2 separate regions of the Mus musculus genome follow, and region 2 is linked to region 1. A link is a contact called in public HiChIP or PLAC-seq data. All regions are on one chromosome and are shown on one strand. The core of a region is the stretch at or near the end of the contact, and the rest is flanking DNA. Distances in the headings are between cores, read along the strand shown. Region 1 has its middle 12 kb from the start of 4930572O13Rik. Region 2 overlaps Zmiz1os1 (a long non-coding RNA gene).

What was found. HiChIP or PLAC-seq counts read pairs in DNA pulled down with a chosen protein or histone mark.
Region 2: a contact with region 1 is called in an HNF4G HiChIP or PLAC-seq map of pancreatic cancer cells. The contact joins two enhancer-like sites. A contact is called at or near these places in 3 of 115 datasets of contacts at active chromatin or transcription factors (the 230-238 cell line, cardiomyocytes and pancreatic cancer cells) and 1 of 9 other capture datasets (embryonic stem cells).

Annotation. Positions count from the first base shown.
Region 1 is chr14:25,153,343-25,156,897 of GRCm38.p6, forward strand. No RefSeq gene overlaps it. Among named protein-coding and RNA genes, the nearest start is that of 4930572O13Rik, 12 kb to the left of the region's middle. Within about 2 kb of position 1,884, at least 39 of the 459 cell types and tissues checked have an H3K27ac peak or open chromatin away from gene starts, as enhancers often do. A contact at or near this core is called in the 230-238 cell line and pancreatic cancer cells, where this site is marked.
Region 2 is chr14:25,344,288-25,347,745 of GRCm38.p6, forward strand. The region is part of intron 1 of Zmiz1os1 (a long non-coding RNA gene); the gene reads right to left. Among named protein-coding and RNA genes, the nearest start is that of Gm41113, 33 kb to the right of the region's middle. Within about 2 kb of position 1,889, at least 65 of the 459 cell types and tissues checked have an H3K27ac peak or open chromatin away from gene starts, as enhancers often do. A contact at or near this core is called in the 230-238 cell line and pancreatic cancer cells, where this site is marked.

The DNA.
Region 1 (3,555 bases), core at 634-3,133:
CTGAGATTGTTTTCTGGGATCCACAGACATTTAAATACATGTGAGTGCACGCACACACACACACACACAGAGAGAGAGAGACAGACAGACAGACAGACAGACAGACAGAGACAGAGAGAGAGACAGAGAGAGATAGGGAGAGAGAGACAGAGAGAGAGAGAGACAGAGACAGAGACAGAGGGGGGAGGGAGGGGAAGATATGGATCTGCTACCCATGGTCAATGCAGCGTGAATCGATGATAGTAGCCTTTGTTCTCCTTCCTCTGAGGTTCTTTGGACTCCAGAAAGGGAAGAGAAACCTCCTAGGGGTTCAGATGCATTCAAGACCTCTGGCCACTGGGCAGAAAGGCTCCTTGGCTGTCAATGGTGAGGCAAAGACATTGTGAATCTGATTGGCCTGTATCTCCATCTTGTGTGCCTGGCTGCTGGCCCAGTGACCAGCTGAGAGAGAGCAGGTTCCTGACAAAGTCCAAGAGATGAACGAAGACGAGCAAGTCTCCAGATTTGAGGATGACACACGACCACATATAGAGGCCAGTGACTGGGATGGACCTGAGCTGCTCTCTACCAAAACCCCAGGTGTTCTCTGGGAAGTTACACTGCAGCTTATCCTGGCAACTGGGGTGTCTACTCCAACACCAACCCTTGGAAAACAATCTGGGTTTCCCCCCCCCCCGCCCTCAGCCCCTCCTTCTCTCTTCCTTTCCCTCTCCCTCCCTTCCTCCTCTCTTCTTTCCTTCCTTCCTTCTCTGCCCTTTCTTTTCATCCTTCCCTAGCTTCCCCTCCCCCTCCCCCATCTCTTCCTCCCTTCCCCTTTATTCCTCCTTCCTCCTACCTGTCCATGGTGTGTGACTATGCAGTTGAGTACAATGCATTGACCCATGAGGTGCACTCTAAATCTTCGCCCTACCTTCTACGGTACCAGGGAGAGCTCTAGCTGAGGTTACACGCAATCAGGAAGGCGGACACACAGTCATTTCAAGAGCCATGCTCTGCGCATGCTGATTAATTCATTGCTGTTCGGCTTGTCAGCTCTGCTGCTCTCCAGAGCCTGAGATAAGCCTTTGTCCTTGACTCTCTCCTGTTCAAACAAATTTTGTGAACACTTGAATGGAGTCATAGAAAGCTCCTTATCAAACCCGTGGATTCCAGTGAGCTCAGAGGGGCTGACAAACAAGACAGGGAGGAGGACCAGGCCACATCATTCAGTGGGCAGTGCAAGAAGCTCCTCCGGGCTTGCGATGTATCAAGTGTGTGTGTCCAGGGTGAGGAAGCCAGAGCTGAGCCTTGGGAGTTCCTGGACCAGAGACGTCACCAGCTCCTCAGTGGGCATCAGCATGCTTCCTGTCTGGCCCAGGCAACTCAAGGGTGCACATGGAAGTAGAGGATGGAAACAAAGAGTCCCCTGGTGTCATTTAAGCGTGTCCTGACTGTACTCTCCTCAGATCTCAGAGTCACTTCTCAGTGCTAATAATGAAGAAGAAGAAAACTGATCATTTTCTCTTTTTCTTATTTTTACACATTTGTTTTTTTATTTCATATACAATGATATCCTGCCTGTCTGTGTGAGGGTGTCTGATCACTTGCAACTGGAGTTAGACAGCTGTGAGCTCTCATGTGGGTGCTGGGAATTGAACTCAGGACCTCTGGAAGAGCAGCCAGTGCTCTTAACTGCTGAGCCATCTATTTCTTTAGCCAAAAAAAAAAAAAAAATTGACCCTTTTCAACAAGCTCAAACATAAACTTCAGAGTGAAAACAGGTTCAGGGTTCCTATTTTCAACTCATCAAAGGACTGCCAGGGAAAAGAGGGCACAGAGTAGTATACCATGCCTGTGAGTCACTCTTACTATCAGGAAGTAGACACCTTCCTTCTTTGGGGCCCTCACCTATACTGATTTTGAAGAAAACAGTATAGCTACTCACAGTTGAAGCTCTTTATTAGTTGAGTAGTAAGGAAGTGAGTGCCCCTCCCAGAGAGGCATCTAAACAGAAGCTAAAGTGGCCATCACGAGTTTCTGTGCAGTCTGCGCATTCACAGAGAGATGGGACTGACAACAAGACCAAGACCCTCTGTGTCCTACTGCTGGGCCTGTAAGTGCAAGAGGAAGGAGTCTCCAGGTCAGCTGCCCAGACTCACAGTAGTCACAGGCAATCTGTAAGGGAGCGGCAGTGTGTTTTCTCTCTTTTGTAGGAGTCTCCACAGGGACATAGACAAATACTTCCAGCATGAACCTTTCACGGAAAGTGTGCATGCAGAGCACGGTATGACATGTCTTCCTCTATTGCTTTCTGCCTTGTTGCCTTTTGACTGGCTATCAGTGATCCAGAAACGCATCGTTCTGTTGGAGAGGCAGGTTGGCTAGGGAACTCTTGGGATCTGCCTGTCTTTGCACCCCCAATGCTGGTGTTACAGATAAGAGCAGCCCTGACCAGCTTTTTCTGTGGCTTGAAACTCGGGGGCTCATGCTGCCGCAGCAAGCTCATGTCCCAAGCCACTTCAGTGACGAATGGCCCCGTGAATCACATATGTCATTGCAGATGCACACGGAATGATGTCACATTCCAGTAATTCCAAAGTATACACTGTGGTTTAGATAGTACTGAGGGCCAGGTAGGCATTGTGAGGTTCACAGTAAACAAACCCAGCAATCTGCAGGAAGCTGCCCCTCCAAAGCTGCTTCACTGTAGTATGCTGTTCAATTGTGACCCTACCACACACCTGCCTTCAAATTTGGAGGAAGCTCCCTCACCTCTCTGAGCCTGTTTCCTGATCTATGAAAAGGCTGCTGATGCAGGGCTAAGGGAAGCATTAGCACGCATGACTTTCTCTACAAGGTGAAGTCAAGAGGCAAAAGGAAGGGAGCACAGAGGGAAGTGAGTGAAGTCACTTTGTACAGAAAGAGCCACTTGCTCAGTTCTCCCAGGTCTCCTGGGCACGACTGCGCATGTCTGACCACAGACAGCTTAATGTCAGAATCATCCAACGGTCCCACCCGTCAGCCTTGCCCTTGTCACGCCTGCACTTCAAGTGGGCATTTCCAGTTATTTTTAAACTGGAATGAGCTGGCTGCTTTGCCGCTGTGATTGCTGAGCTCTCGGCTGACAGGGTGAAAGCCTCCCACCTACAGTGAGGGGGCTGTCATCTGTTTTGATCCACACTTGTAGCCCTCGAGAATGGCTAATGATCGATGTGTTCAGCAAGTCAATCACAGTTCTGTCTGCTTCATGCTTACTTAGCAAGGCAGTTGGAGGGTACAAGAGAGACGCCAGGCTGGGTGTCAGCAGAGAGGCAACCACCCCCTGCGTCTCCCAGAAGATGTGAGTTCAGATGGTTCCCTCATCCTCACCCGCAATGTCATCGTCTGATCCTCAAGATGGTCCTCTCAGACATGTACTATTACTGTCTTGTGCAGAAAGCAGCATTTTATCAAAGACTCTCAATCATCCTTCATACACATTTGCATGCAAATGCCATAGCAGGTGTGCCAGTTTGCTTTGGATGGCATCCCTCATGGATGGATAACTTCCTCTCCCCACTCCGATCCTTTCCTCCT
Region 2 (3,458 bases), core at 639-3,138, 190 kb after region 1:
CAGTTGGTCTGCAGAAGCATCTTTGGAAGCCTGCATGCCAGTCTTGTCTCTGCCCCAGTCACGTGACCTTGGACATGTGGCATCAGTTTTGGTCAGCATCCCCATTTATGCAATAGGTATAATCACTTCTCCCTCCAGGTGAGTTCTATGCACACAACAAGCACCGCCTGTGAGCAAGTGTGTGTTGTCAGGACACACACAAAACACTTCCCCTTCGAGGACTGAGGCGCGTGGAGTTTAGACAAGGAAACCTCAGATACTTGTGGGAACCCGGCAATGAGGCTGGACAGGGCACAGTCACGCAAGCGTGAGCTTATCCAAAACACTGCTCATCTATGTGCCTGGATGGCTTGTTTCATTTTATGTGAACCTAACCTAGATTAGCTGCATATGTATCAAAAGATGGCCTAGTCGGCCATCACTGCAAAGAGAGGCCCATTGGACTTGCAAACTTTATATGCCCCAGTACAGGGGAACGCCAGGGCCAAAAAAATGGGAATGGGTGGGTAGGGAAGTGGGGGGGAGGGTATGGGGGACTTTTGGGATAGCATTGGAAATGTAATTGAGGAAAATATGTAATAAAAATATTTAAAAAATATCAGGGAGAAGATTTCATGGATAAAGCATTTCCTGTGTAAGTTTGAGGACCTGCATTTGGCACCCCAGCACCCACATAAAAACCTGGCATGCATAGTGACCTACCTATGATCCCCAGGGCTCTAGATACAGGACAGACTAGCAGGAGCAGACTGAACAGCTCGACTGTCAGGATGAAAAGGCCCAGGTTCAGTGAGCATGCACACCCCATACCTGCACACAGGTGCACCCACACGTGCATGCCGACAAATCATGTACATACAAAAAAAACTTAACTAAATCCTTTTTTTAAAAAAAAAATCAAGTTCTTTTCTACTGTGGATGTGACTGCTTCCCTCCCTCTGAGCCTGCGTCAACGCCATCCCCCCTGCCTGCCCACTGGCCCCATTTCAGGGTCCATCTTAAAAAGCACGTCTCCTCCACAGCAATGCTAACATACCTCCAGAGGAAGCCTAAGTTTGCTGTTCCCTCTCACCAGGAAGAGACAATATACAGACTGTTCAGTGTTTGTTTGCCTGCACTGTCACTAAATAATAAACTGACTAATGGCAGGGCTGAGCTACAGCAGGGCACACCGTAGGTACTTGCTATTTACTCACTGAAGATTTCATTCTAACCCAGTCTTAGTTCGTGGGTCATAGCTACTGCAAACCTGCCCCCAGGCACACAGTCAGTCTACAGTCAGCAGAAGAGCCGGGACCAAGCCTGCCCAGCCCATGAAGAGGCCCCTACCATCCCCTGTCCTATAAGCAGCTCCCCCAAGGAAGAAGTCTAACATAACCAAGGGTCTCTCCTTCCCAACCACCAGCTAATCTGTCCTCAGCCAGTGTGTCTCTGTCCATACTTCTGCTTCCCCAGACCACTGCTGTTTGTATTGTCAAAGGCTTGTCACAAACAGCTGACAAGGGAACCTTGGCCCCAGAACCACTTAACAGAGCTTTGGCTTCTTGGATCTTTGGACTGTAAACACTTCAGCTAGAAGCTGCTCACACACAAGGCCTCAGTTTCCCTCTCCCTGAATAAGAAAATGAGCAACTATTTACTGACTGAACATAGATGTAAAAGGAAGTAGCTAAGTATTCAACTTGCTTATCTGAATCCAGTTTTGGTGTCCTGTACCTCACTCCCCTTTGTAAAGTGAGGGGCCTCCACTCTTACTTTCCAGGCCTGTGGTTGCTTGCAGTACTTAGTCCTAAGCACTGTGAGTACTTAGGAAGGTGAGCTCAGCTCTTCTCACAATCAGTGGCTTGGAGCCATGCCCACCCTTGACACAGGGGAGGACAGAAACACATGATGGATGACGTCAGCCCCTGGCTGGCACTGGCCTCCAGGATGTCATGACACCACAGACCACACACAGGGAAGGCCTTGGGCTCTGGCTGTGATATCTTCAGGCTGCAATGACCTTGGCTACATCATGAAAGCAGAAAAGGAAGAAACAGACCCAGATCAATCTGGCATTGACCCTACTTTTACCCTTCCAGCAACGCAATGGTAATTTACCTGTTTAGTTGTTCCACTTGGCTGTCTCATAGCCAGTCCAAAATCAGTGGGGTCAGGGTCAAATCACCCTTCCCACCCAACCCCACATCTGTCCTGTCCTAATGACTACCTCTCTCCATCAGATCAGAGTCTCACTTTACATGCCTGCCTCTCTCTCTCTCTCTCTCTCTCTCTCTCTCTCTCTCTCTCTCTCTCTCTCCCTCTCCCTCTCTCCCCCCTCCCCCTCCCTCTCCCTCCCCCTCCCCTCTCCCTCTCTCTGTCTCTATCTCTCTGTCTCTCTCTGTCTCTCTCTCTCTCCCTCTCTCTCCTCTCCCCGCCCCGTCCCTCCCTCCCTCCCTCCCTCCTTCTCTGACTGCCTCCATATCTTCTTCTAACAGACCCATCTTCCCACCTTAGAGACATATCTCAGGCCCCTCTCTCCACAGGGCCAAGCTGTAGCCACCTGGAATTGAACTGTACAGAGTCACCTGGCTCCCCTCCAACTTCAACTCACAATCTCCTACTTTCAATTAATTTGGAAAGTAATTGGATCCCATCAATTGTCTGTTTAAAACCCTCTGAAGTCTCCTCATCTGGTTGGAATAAAACTTGAGCCCCTTTCCTGCCTTGCAAAGCCATATGCAATCCTACTGCTGGCCCCGGGCCATCACTCTCCCTCCACTCTGAGCAAAAACAACAGCCTTGAACAAGCCAAGGTCCTTAACTTCTACACACCCTTCCCTGACCTTAGACTCAGATCTCAAGGTTCAGTGTCCCCTCCTGCAATGGTTCAAGTGTGGTTTATATGATAAAACTTTGGTCCTTGAGTGTGCTGGTATGAAGGATGGTAGGCCTTTGAGAGGTGGCATCGAGCAGGAGGGAGGGAGGTCACTGGGGCACTGCCTTGTGGTGGTATTAAGGTAACTCTCCTGGGACCTCACTTCATTCCTGTAAGAGCCAGTTCTCTTTAAAGAACCAGTCCCACTAAAAATAGCTGGCTTCCCGATTTGTCTCATCACTCACACACCCGCCATGATGCCATCTGTGCTGTGATATGGTAAGGGCTCCCTCCAGAGACATCACCAGATTCAGAATTCCAGCCTCTGAAACGAAGCTAAATAAATCTCTCTGTTACTCAGCCTCTGGTGTTTTGTTACAGGAACGGAATGCCTTCTAGGCTATCTCCTTGGAGACACTCTCTGACCACCTTACCTATGAGTCCGTAACCTATCCAGCTCCTTACACAGCCTTCTAAGAGACTGTTTGTCATCTGATGTTCTTTCTCACATCCCTTAATACTAAGAACAAGAAGTGTCTCCTGGTGACTCTGCTTTGTCCAGACACAAGTACAGAGTCCAGCACATAATAGGTGTCCAGGA